Linked DNA regions of Gossypium hirsutum: region 2 is linked to region 1. The links are chromatin contacts, called in public Hi-C maps. All regions are on one chromosome and are shown on one strand. The core of a region is the stretch at or near the end of the contact, and the rest is flanking DNA. Distances in the headings are between cores, read along the strand shown.

Region 1 (6,625 bases), core at 897-3,396:
TCCTAATTGATTTAGCATACACATTACGATAGGCACTTGTATGTTCAAAGTGCATCTGTTATCACATGAATACACAAATAAAGCTCTAAAATCAAGAGAAGTTGGTCAAAGAACCAAAGAAGGATGAATAAATTTCTTGTTTGCAGTGGCATTAAGTGGAGACAGAAATACGGTTAGACTACACTGTGACAAGTCGCATTATTCATCAGAAAATCAAACATCAGCAAGAATAAGAAAACCAAAACAAAACCCTGAAGTTTCAAAGTTATAATATGTTCACCTCACTGGAGCTATCCAATCCCAGCCCTCAACATATTGTGTGGCAACATCTTTTCCAATCTAAGATGACAAGAAAGGGTGTTAGCAATTAGGTCGCAGTTTTTGCTCATATTATTAAATGCCTACAATTTAACCTCAAACCATTTTGTTAGAGATAAAACAAATTAATGAACTTTGTTAGAACAAAGTTACTTACCTCATGATCCCCACCTTGCCCACCCGCAGGGGGAATGCTCCCAGGATGGTCCGGAGGGTGAACAAGAACAGCCAGCAAGTTTGAACCATCAGGATTTAGGATATCAGTGACTTCAAGGGAATGTCTTCGAAACATCCCTTTAGGGAGGACCCTTTTGTGCCCATTTAAGTATAACTCTGCAGAGTAATTGATTGCACGAAAATTCAGATCTAAATTTCCTGACTGCAAAATATAAAGTAAATCAGAACAGAGCATTTGTTAGTTGCATATAACATTTTCAAGATTTAGGGAACACAGTTCTGACCAATTAAACATCTACCTCGTATACAAAACAAAACAAAAAATTTTAGTGTTTTAAACTCATATTTAACCTCACAGATTTCATGTCAAAACACTGCATACCAGCTTACACTGGAATTTTGTGAAAAACCAGAATGTGTAGTACTCCCTTCCAGAATCAGCTATATCAAGGATCGTCTCGTTCTCCAAACCGTAAAAGGGATCACCAACAACTTTGTTCTCTACTAGAGTTGCCAAAACACTGTCGATCAAGAACAAGTTCCAAACCATTAAGATGAGAACTCACATACTAGCTCCATTCAAGACAATTGACTTTGTATCCAAATTCAACTATAATATTTTTCATGACAAGGAGCAAGGTCATTTTTGCATTTGATAGGATCGTAGAAGCAGATGTAGAATCATCAAATGATTCAATTATTAAGCGAAGACCGACAATTATAGTCCAAATTTCAACCCATAAAAATGATAAATAATTAAAAGGATTGAAAATATTTTAAGCATATTGATCTAAAAACGATCATTCCTTTTGTTTCTTTTGCCACTTGCCTTTAGCTTCCTTAAAAAAAGGAGCGACAATTATGGCGTTATATCAACAAAACTACAATTTTTTTTTAATTTAAAAAAAAAAGTTGAAAAAGCTAACAACCAAGCAGAACCTAATTATGAAATTTGATTTATTATCCTAATGTTGTTATAACTCTCTCATTTTCCTTCAAAATTAAGTGATGCATAACTAGCAATTTTCTCACTCAAATCTTTGCATTTGCTATCCACATTAAAACATGAGAAAAGTCAAGTCAATCCAGCAAAACTCAGCCTACATTTAAACAAAACTAGAAGTAAATGGACTGCTGTATATGCAAAATATACAAAATCAGAACAAATATATACACAAGTGGAGGTTTATTACGTTCCAGGAACGACAGCTTCCATCCAGGAAGAGGTTGGGCTAGTTGGGGGATGAGTGGTGGTGAGCTGAGTTCCGGTGAGTTGAACGTCGGTGGATCTGGCGGCGAGCCATCCCGAGTCAAGCAGAGTCTTTTGCCCAATCTCTGCCATTGCTGAGTGTAGGGAGTGGAGTGAGAAGAGAAGAAGACTTTCGAAGAGTAAAATTTTCTTGTCTTGGGAAGACTTGTGAGCTGACACCGCGTTTGAAACAAGACAGTGTCGGTACTTAATCAATGCCACGTGGTGTTTGTCGACTTGTTTTGTACGGCGGTCATTTCTAGGTGGATCTGATCTCTTTATAATCGGCCTTTTTGTTCACCTCTTCCTGTCTTTTATTTTATGACTTCTGTTGTTACTACTTATTATATCCATTTTAGACAACAGAGATTACATTACAGACCAATGTCTTCATAACATCAACCATCCATTTTCGATTACATTGATTCAATCGATTTTATTATTAAAAATACTTTTAAAAAAACAAATGCTTGAAGTTTGGGCTAGCCTTTTAAAGTTATAATTTATTAGTAAGCCATCTATTTTAGGCCCACAGGCTATAACCAAGAAATCCTAAAATATTATATCATTTGACTCTTTCAACTTCTCAAAGCCTCAATCTTTTTTTCTCATTTTTTATTTTTCAGCAGGGACGGTGACTGAACGCAAAAGCAGATCTGGAGGGAGATGGGCAACTGGAGAGTGGAGAGAGGCTGAGAAGCCAAATGGACGAGGGACGAGAGTGGTGGTTGCCTGGGTGGGTCTCGAGTTAGCTTTTCTTTTTCCGGCTTGCCCAACTTGAAGCAGTCCAGTTTTTTAAAAAAAACTGGTCCGATCAATTTTTATTGGTTTTTTCGGTTTACAATTTGCGGTTCAATTGCCATTTTTTCAATTCTCGATCTGAACATTTTTTATTAGTGTTTGGATCAATTCCCAAACGATCAATTAGTTCAGTTGGATTCAAACATCATTTTTAGGTACAAAAGAAGATTGAACTCCCATGGGGAAACAACACAATTAGCGGGGTATTAACTGCTTTTAGATTTATTTTTTTTTAATTTAATGACTGCACATATATACTCCGCTATTTGCTCACTCTCGTGAACAGCTCCTACCTCAACTTCTTCATGCATGTTCTCTTTGCTACGAGAACGGTATATGTTCGGCATTTCTAACAATTAGGTTGTTGAGTGTTTTGATGTGTAAGGTTATGAGATGGGACGTCGTAGATAGGTTACCATATATCTCAACACTTAACTTATTTTAGGATTAATATGTTTTCTCTACGTAGAGTTTGTCTGCATGGCGGTGCGAACTTATCCTATACAAATTCATGAAAGGATATGAACTCATCACATGCGAACCCAAGATGCAAACTATGTAAGCTATGGGTCAGTCTAAGTCGGATAACGGGTCGATAATAGCGAACACGATAACAATTTGTCCCCCATCTAATTCAAAGAATAGTTATAAACTGACTTTTTTGAAAACTTGACTTTGCGAAATGGGGAATATCTGAGAATGAAACTTATCGCATACGCTTTTCCTTTTAAATTGTCATGCGTTTCACCACGTCTTGAGGAGAGGTGCAGATGTATAAAGCTGATTATGTTTTTATTCTCAGACAACGAATCATCAAGGTGTGAAATTTTTTAAAAGGAGGTTATTTTAACTCTAAATATTGAATTGTTTGGATTTGAAATTTTTGAGAAGGATAATCGTGATTTAGAGGTAAGTTTTTTAAAATTTCCAAATTGTCTTTGTAGTTATTTTGAGTTTAGTTGGGCATGATAATTAGGTCGAGAGGAGGTAGTCGTATCATTCAAGGTAATCGTGATGGTTCAGGGAGCGAGCCCTCACGACGCGTAAAGCAAATGCTCTTGTGGAGGCAAAAGTGTATGTTTGCACCATCAAGCATGAAGAGATGAGTTGTCAGTTGGTCGCCCGGTGGATTCAAATACCCAATTTTGCTTATGAATTCTCGATTGTTAAAGGGTCGAGGCGACTTAGTGACACTGCCGATGGAAGTTTTTTACTTCCTTCACACGTACTAGAAGTAAGTTTTCATATTCCATTCCACTCTGTCATCTTCTTGACAAGTATGGAATAATTCCAAGATAGCTATCTGACTTCTCATGGTGGGTCGTGGTGGCCCACTTCATTGAATATGGTCGGCAAGAAGAGGCGTTGTTGATTTCTGTTTTCTAGAATTTATACTAACTCAAAGCCTGCAATTGAGGAGGTTCTTTGGGCTTGTTTTTATTTTACTTTTCACGATGCTCAATTGTTTCTAACTGGTATTCAAACCTTCGACTGAATCACTGTAAATACATACCGATAAAGAATAGATTTGGAGTTGGTTTTGATTTTCTTATTGAATGGTCCACACCTAGTAAGAGTGTGTGCTTGTGAAGATAAGAAATTATAACGAAGGCAGGGTGGGCTCAATTCTATAGGCTTCGTTGAGGTCCTGTATTAAATTTGGAGGAGGCGTTAACTGTTAGAAATGTGTTTCACTACTGCCTCATAGATCTAAACCCTAATGGATGGCGGCCAGTTGATGGTAACAATGGTGCAGACATTGTGTTAGTTTTGGCTGCGCAGTTCCCGCGGCTACATGAAGCCACTAATGAGTTAGGACTTATTCTGTTAGGGAAAAAGAAGGAGCTTACAAATTATTTTTATACCTTTTGTAAATTAAAACCTCATCCATAGTCCTCTAAACCTACAGAGGATTAAGAAGGTAGCACAAACCCCCTATGATTATTGTTGGTGCTGATAATAGACTTGTTGGTGATGCAGGTACAACCCGTGTTATTGAAGAGACTTCGGGGGAATTAACAAGTTTATCCAGAAAGATCGACAAATACATGGATGTTCAATCCTTTATGCAAAATGTTCAATAGGGTCCTTTTGGTGCTTCTGTTCGGGAAGGAAATGCAAGTAGTCAAATAAGAAATTAAATAACTAAAATAAACAAACGACTAAAATCAATAAACCAATCAGGAAGATTAACTTGTTTTAGAGTTTGTATGTAACTACAGATTAGTGTTTTAGGGTGGATTAGCTACCGATTAACCAATTATTACCTCCTAGCCTCTAACTAATTAATCAATTGGTTGATACTCGTTTATCTCCCAACCTCACTTTCTCAACCAAGATAAACTACGATTTACTCGGTTCGACTTATCTCCCGATCTCGTCTAACCTATCATAACTTTCTAGGTTTGTCAAGCCTAGGGTTTAAAAATGTGATCCTCTCGGGAAACCTTAAATCCTCCATTAATCACGTCCTCAGCCATTCGTTAATCTCCTATAAGGGATTTAGCCACTAATGTTATTCATAATCTCTAACTCAATTGAATAAATCATGTAAAGAACACGATTGATTCGAAAGAGAAACGATATTAAAATAATCGTGGATTGATATCAAATGGAGAATAGAGTAGTAAATCAATTGATTGGAATAATGAAATATGTCGATTGGAAAGAAGAACTAAACTAAAATACTTTAATAAAATAAAATAACTCTTGGATCGAAACTGATTCCAAGAGGAAAACAAAAGAGTTTAAAAAAGCCGAAAGAATAATTAATCTAATCTTAATCCTAAGCTACTAGGTTTTTTTTATTGCGTTTAAGACAACTTAGTTACATCAAACCCCTAATGTCTTATTTATAGAAGTTTTGGTAGCCCATATTAGGTCTTCGACACGTCTTAGGTCTTCGTATAATGTCGATTGTATGGGCAAAAATAACCTTGGCATACTTGGCAACAAGTCGACGTATGTTGCGCCATAACCCTTGCATGGCGCAACACGACATGTGTTTTGTGCCTTGCATCATTTGTTTCATACTTTGACGGCTTGAGAAACTTGTACATCACTTGTCCTTTGCTTCCACGTCAATTGAGCCTATAAATCTTCATGTTACACACTCAATTAAACATATTAGAACTACCTAAGGCTCATGTCTGCCTAATGGGTCACAACACTTACAAAATGTGTTAAAAAAACTTATTTTATTAATATTTAATTCTAACTACTAAATACTGAAAATATAATATTAAATACTAAATTGCATAGAAAACAAGGTCCTTAAGTGCGGAAATAACCGAATTAATTACTACATTTGACGGTAGGTCACTTATCCAATCACCTTAAGCAATTCGGTTGGGAATCTTAGTACCCTAGTCAACCCATGCTTCTAATTTTTTTCGAATGTGCCACATTCAAGTAGACCGAACTCAATACTAACCAAGTAAAGAAACAAGTTCTTTTTAATAGGACATGAAACGATCAAGATCAAATTTCCCAAAAAGTAGAAAGGAGAAAGACAAGAAGCCGGAAGTCAGTTTTTGATAGGAAAAGTTATGGTAAAATTTATATATATGTTATTAAAGCTAAATCTTTAAAAGAATCCTGTTAATGATTTACCATTATTGTGATTTGTAACATTTCTGATAACTTAAATTAGCCTAAAAATAAAGAAATAAAGACCATTATGATTTACAACATTTCCTTTATTTATTATTATGCACTGAATTGAGTTTTATTTTGTGTTTTGAATTTAGATATATTGATTTCGGTTTCATATTAGATTTTGAAAAATAGATTGCACTCCACTACTTTTAATCTATTTTATTTTCTTGCTATATATCATGGTTTTCAGTTCGTTTCATATCTTTTGGTATTACATAATGTTGCACCCTCATACTTTTTAATTCAAACTTTTTTTTTCTTGTTATATGTATTGATTTTTATTTCATTTTTATACATATTAATATTATACAATACATTTTCCCGTTGACTCTTATATTTAGTTTTTCTTTTTCTTTTCTTTTTTTCTTTTTAAATTTTGGATTAAAAAAAAAGACTCCAAAAGGAAAAAGAAATGAGATGGAT
Region 2 (6,845 bases), core at 3,914-6,413, 300 kb after region 1:
TTTTATAATGTGATGAAATGGGATTTTAGGTCACTTTAGGCCAAATGAGATTGATGTTAGGTAGACTTGAAAGAAATGATGCAAAATTTAGGGGAAAATGTTATCATGGTCACGACATTCCCCTGTTGAAGTCAAGACATCAAACCACTATCTTCATGGTTGCGATTTACCCCCTTCTAAAGTCGAGACATCATGCTACTACCCTTAGTGTCACGAGTTATGGTTGTTTTTACGTTTTGGTCCCTTATTTGTTACTAGTGTTTCATGAGAGTTTTCGTAAGCTTACTTATAACCTGAATTTGAATAATAATGTTTTTAGAAGTTTTAAAACTTAATTGCTTGCATGATTTGCCTTTTAGATATTGAAATGAAATTATAGTTGCTTCGGCAATGAATATAAACCTTTACATCTTGGATCCAATGATCAGGTCGGGTGGGTGTTAAAAGAAAGGTTAATTGACAAATTTTTTATTAAATTCATTTTTAATTCCCAGTAAAATTTAAATGGGTCAAAGTGTAAATTTCCATGTTAGATTTTTATTTTTTTAATTGAAAATGTTTTTTCCATGTTAGCAAAATACCATGTGTATGGCTAGGTGGCGCGTTTTGGTGAATTTTTTCTATCATGTCATCAGTTGTTAACAATCAAACCAGTTAATGATAGTTTTGTAAACAGAAAGGTCCAATTGACTTTTTTAAGGGATTGATAACTCAACGTTCAATTGATTTTTTGATTTTTTTTACTGAGGCTTTTTTAGACTCATTAACCTTACTATAATAAGTATGATTAAGTTTAAGATTATAGATTTATACACATTTAAATACATTAATAATTTATTATATAAAATTTCCTTTATTATATTATATATATTTATATTGAAATGATGTCATTTTCCAATTGATCAAATCTAATTTTAAATAATTCAAGTATCATAAAGAAAAGATTTTTTTTTTAAAAAAAGTCTCCCAATTAATTTATCCAATTAAGTTTCTAATTATTTTCTTAATTAATTAATTTTGTTATAAACTTAAGAAAAAGAAAAAGAAATGAATTTCTGTGCGAAAGTAATAATATTGCGTCTTGATTTACATTAGGTTACATAGCCTATTTATAATAGAAACTAGATACACAAATAAGGAAAGATATGATATGATATGATATGATATTGTGCTAATAAATTAGATACAAATACGGAATGATATGATATGATATAAATTAATTATGCAAGATATCACATTAACATCCCCTCTCAAACTCAAGGTCGTGCTGTAGAAACTAAGTCTTGAAGTCTAGTTGGAAGATGGGTTTTTGTGAAAATGTATGCGAGCTGAGCCGATGAAGAGATAGAAGTAGAGGTGTGCATGGGCCAGGTCGGGCCAGATTCGGGCTGGGCTCAACTAAAAATTCAGGCCTATTTGTTAGGCCCGGGCTCGGCTCGACCCGAAAATGGGCAGCCTAAAATTTTGCCCAAGCCTGACCTGGATAAAAATGCTAAAACTCGGGCCCAACTCGGCCCACCCATATTAATTTTTATATTATTTTTATATAATTTTAAAATATATATAATACATCAAAAATACTAAAAACATCAAAATAGATATTTCCTAGCAAATTGAAAATAAATTTTAAAAAATATATATACTTAAATAACACTAAGATAAATGCAACTTAACAAGCAAATATCTCTAAAATAATAACAAAATTAACAAATATCTTTAAAATAATAACAAAATTAACAATAAAATAAGCTTTATACAATATCCAAACAAAAACAAAAAAATAGTAGCAACATAATAGTAAAATGGTAGCAAATTATGGAGAAAATAACAATAAATCCTTTAGTGAATTTCGGCCGGGCCTGGGCCAAAAATGCCTTACCTGAGGCTTGACCCATTTTTTAAACTGGCCTTATTTTTTTGTCCAAGCCTATTTTTCGGGCCTATATTTTTTCCTAAACCTCTTACATCTCGGGTGAGCCTTCGAGTCAGGCTGGGTGGCTTGACCCATAATCAAGTCTAGATAGAAGCAAGGTGAAAAGAGCCCTAAGTAACATGATGTCGTACAAAATGACAGAGAAAGCCATCATCATTAGAGAAAACCTCAAGACCCAAAAGAGGAGGAATCATCACCGATCACATAGGCATCAACCACTAATGGAAACATTAGTGCCTATGATCTCGTTACCAAGGGCCCCTTTCTCCACTTAAGACCTTGCTTACAAAGAGGGAGAGAAACAATGAAGCATAAGATAGAGCCGAGCATCCTTGATCACCAATCGAAAGACACTGTAAGAGAGCAAAGGTTCACAATGACCCTAGATCGACTGAAATCAACCGTCGGCGACATCTAACCTAGAACAATATCCAAACAATGACTAAATCAATGGAGATATTGGATCTAGCAAAAAACATAAAAACAAGAAAAGTAGCATTTGGAGGCTTTAGGAACCACCACCCATTCACCATTCAAGAGTTGTAGTAACTCTCTCACAAAAAATGGAATACTGGCATCAGAACACCACATCGGTCCCTCATTAACAAAGGTTCGCTTGTGAGAAGAAAAAATAATAAAAAATAAAAAAGCCATGAAAGCTCGGACAAGGACCCTAAAAGGGATTATTAAACCAAGAGGAAGACATTAGAAAATAGAGTAGAACAAGGAGACAAGACCCTCGAAAGGGGTTATTAAACCGAGAGGAGGACATCAAAAAACAAAGTAGAACAAGGAGATAAGACCCCCAAAAGGGGTTATTAAATCAAGAGGAGTACATAAAAAATAGAAAAGAACAAGGAGGATGATGACCAACCACCGATAGTAGGTGTTTGGCCGTTAAAATCGAGAAACATGAAAATCACCTAGAGTAACAAACAACCAAAGCACGGGAAACAGAGGGCAAAACTAGAAACATGATCAAAAGAGTTTGGTCAATAGAGTAATGAACGGCTCAGAATGGATTGAGTATGATGACTCAGCTTGGACAAAGAAAGACAAAACACGGGAAACAGAGTACAAAGCTAGAAATAGGACCAAAAAGGGCAAAATTTTTTTTGGAGTTTTAGCGACTACAGGCACCGTCCATAAAATAGATCTGCAAATTGTAAAAAAAGAAGCCATATGAAGTGAATGAGAAGAATAAATAAAGAAAATGTTGGTGGGAGGGAGAAAAAAGACGGGCGATAGCCAGCCCGGAGACTGAAAACGTCGTGTCACTGGACAAAACAAAAGATAAAAAGTAAATGACTTGGAGAAGAAAAGAAAAATAAATAAATAAAAGGGGAAACTAAGCTCTTGATACCATGCTACAAACTTAAGAAAAAGAATGATAAATGAATTTCAAAGAAATAATATTGCCTCTTGATTTACATTAAGTTATATAGTCTATTTATACTAGAAACTAGATACACAAATAAAGAAAAATATGATATGATATTAACCAATTATGCAAAATATAAGTGTGAGAAATTTGATATCATCTTTTAATGTCACAAATTTTTTGCTATTTTATTTGAACTCAATAATCATTATTGAAGTTTTTTTAATAGAACTAGAATATAACCCTCGTAATTTAGAAAAAAAAGTTATATTAAAATTTTAAATATAATATTGATATTAATTATAGATAACTTTAATGATTGAATTTATAAGGAAATGAAGTTAATGTTAAAGTTGAATCTTTATACCAAATTAATTAGACAAAATATGGACAATATAATATGAGAAAATAATTAAATACATTAAACTATGGTTAAAACAAACAAATCGTGATTGTAGAATATGAATATAAAAGCCTGTTATATATATATATAAAATATTTACGTATAAATTTATTTCAATACATAAAAATAATATGAACAAATACACAAAATTTTTATATTTGGCTTCTTTTTCTTTCTAGTGTTATTACATATTAGTGTGCCATGAAAGGAGAGTGGAACAGTGGCTTAAGAATATACAAGAGGCAAGACAATAGTTCAGGAATGTAAAACAACTAGTAATTTTCATGGAGCAAGAGAATTAATATCCCCTCTACTTTTAGGTATTATTGAGCGAGTGCACTGGAAATCCGAAACAATATTTGATAAAAACCTGCTTTTTGGGGTCGCCCTTCACACTCTTACTGTTAAAGCCAACAAGAAAGGGTGATGAAAATGTTCTCCAATGTGGCTATGTGAACTTCTTTTTTCAGTTGTGTTGAAACTAGTAAGATCTAAATTTTTTCTACGGAAGAGAAACATGCAAAAAATTAAGGATCTTTGTAAGCTTTAAACATTTTCCCGATACCACCACCATAGCTATATAAAATGAAACACAAGTCTGCAATTCCAATAGATTTGGTTGCTTGACTTATGAGTGATAACACTACTTTTTCACCCCTGGCTTGCATGCAGTGCATAGTTGTGTCTATTTGTGTTATTAAAATAAAACATATGTGAATCAAATTGTCACAATCAATGCTTTTATTACCTCCAATAAAAGGGAATTTTAACATGAAAAAAAAAAGGGAAACGTTTAGCGTTTTATTGTGCATACAGATTAGGAAAGAGGAAAAATTTGTATTTTAATCTCAGCGTGGTCAAAAAATTATGCAAAATTAATAAATTTTAAGTGGATCTGTTCTCATTTTTATATATTAATATAACATTATACTCAAAATATCCCTCTGTGTCTTAAAATCAACCCATTTCAATTGCCAATTAAGCTCTCTCAGTAGTTGTGGTTGTGGATATATCTTTTATAGTGGGTTATTGATAATTTTAATAAACTGGTGTATATTTTAATAATATGATATTAGGATGCTGTCATGATATAATATTTAAATATTTTCTCCAATTCCATTACTATTTTCCCAATAACCTAGGAGTTTAATTTTCCCATGAGACCGATGAATTTAATTGTTAAAATCTTAGCGGCTGCTAAAAAGATTTACCCATAAAAGTAGGGACTGGTTTGAAAATTAGTCTAGAAAAGTTTCAAATTTAATCCGCTATTATCATCTACATAGAACCCAAACCTATGCCATCAAATCGGACCTCAGCTTCATTACCAATACTTCAAATTGCCACGTGTACGGTAATGACAACTTATTCATAATCCCATAGACTGAAACAGAGTAAAGCCAAGAAAAATTAAAAATAAATAAATAAAAAACAAAATAATATCATTGGCCAAACCACCTTTATATTCAAGTTTCGCGGCAACGCCACTTTTCGCTCTCTCAAAAGTTGTTCTTTCTCAAAATTCTGTTTTTTCTTTTTATTTCTTTTTTAAATTTCTCTGAAAAATCTTTCTTTCTCTAATTCTTTTTTTTTTGTTAAATGTGTTGGTTCAGCTGGGAAAAGGCCGGCAATTGGTAAGTGGAATTGTCTCCGATCTGTGAATTAGGGTTTAAAAGTTGAGATTTTGAACCATCACTGTGGTTTTTTAAATTCATTTTTGCAATTTTTAAAGGAGCTTTCGGTTAAAATTTTGAATTTTCGTTTCTTTTAAAAGTGTTTTCGGTTTTCTTCAGTGGGTTTGAAGCGGTTTTCAAGGTGACTTTATGGATTAAGCCAAATTGGCTTTGCCGTTCTAGTGGTTTTAGAGCAGCATTGTTTTGCAATCTTTTTTTATTTTCAATACGTAAAATTTTAGGTGTTTCAATTGTGAATGAAATTTTGATTGTGATTTTGAGATTTTGTGGTGTTTCTTTTTGCTGGTTCTAAAAAAAATTACAACTTATTATTTTTTTAAAGTTCATTGTTAACATCGATTTTACATCTGCACTATCTTTTTCAAATTTCCCCTTTTCTTTTTCAAGTTCATGTTTTATGATGGAATGCTTCAGATAAAGGAAGTCATTGATGGCCCCAACAAGAAAATATAAAACTGTGAACAAACAATATTCGAGTAAATGTGAAGTATCTCCTGATAAAGACGCAGGAAATTCAAGAAAAAGTAACCCAAAGGTAGGTGTTTTGTCATTTTTAATTGATTATTTGATTTGAAGATCAAATTTTCTTGCCTTTGGCTGTTTGATGGATACTCTGTTTTACGTGGCATCATCATATGCTAATTGTGAGTCGTTTTGATGCATGGACTGTTGTATTCTATGCTATAGAAGAAACTATTTGACAAGTTAGGATCTCCATGGAGCAAGGCAGAGATCGAGCGGTTTTATAAAGCTTATCGGGAGTATGGGAAAGATTGGAAGAAGGTATATTAGCTACCTGCCACAGTATTTACTTCGAGAACTATAATAAAAAAGTTTAATGGTTTCACTGTAATTTTATATTGTGATGATGCTCCATCTAGGTATTCTATAAGCATAATTAACACTTCCTTTTTCATTTTAAATTTGTGGTTGCTTATGTTTAGGTGGCTGCTGCTGTACGTAACAGATCCACTGAAATGGTGGAGGCCTTTTACATTATGAATCGGGTATGGTTAGGTCTCGATGTAGCTTTAAGCACTCTAATCAGTTATCCAATTCATCTTTGATTGCTTAATCTTGTCCTTGAATGCTTATGGGTTTCATGATGTTTGTTTCTAAAATGCCCAAGGAAATGCTTAGATTAGGACTTGATTCAGTTCGAAAAAATCGAAAAAGAATTTGAATTTTGAGATAATCGAATCGAGTTATTCGAGTTTCGAGTTCGAGTTGAGTTAAATTTTACAGTTCAAATAACTCGAATAATTTGAGTTACAGATTGGTGTCACTACCCTTTATTTCCCGTCAATTTTGAAAATGAGCAAATTGTCACTCTCAACAAAAATTACAAAATAATTTAAAATAATTTTAAAATTCAAAATATTTATAAAAATTCTAAAATTTATTCTTTTTTTTTTTAAATTATAAAAATTTTAA

What was found. A called contact is a pair of places that touch in the nucleus more often than the background predicts.
Region 2: a Hi-C map of leaf shows a contact between it and region 1, with 3 times the contacts expected there. The contact joins the promoter of LOC107893645 here to the promoter of LOC107893587 in region 1. A contact is called at or near these places in 11 of 34 Hi-C or Micro-C datasets (callus, fibers, hypocotyl and 2 more).

The regions. Positions count from the first base shown.
Region 1 is chrA13:75,892,427-75,899,051 of Gossypium_hirsutum_v2.1, forward strand. LOC107893587 (mannosylglycoprotein endo-beta-mannosidase) reads right to left here and starts at 2,147. Exons shown (of 11, transcript XM_016818617.2): 1 at 1,689-2,147; 2 at 878-1,016; 3 at 476-697; 4 at 281-339. The coding sequence starts at 1,837.
Region 2 is chrA13:76,184,549-76,191,393 of Gossypium_hirsutum_v2.1, forward strand. It overlaps LOC107893645 (protein ALWAYS EARLY 2), which reads left to right and starts at 5,164. Exons shown (of 20, transcript XM_016818687.2): 1 at 5,164-5,351; 2 at 5,826-5,946; 3 at 6,099-6,194; 4 at 6,356-6,418. The coding sequence starts at 5,842.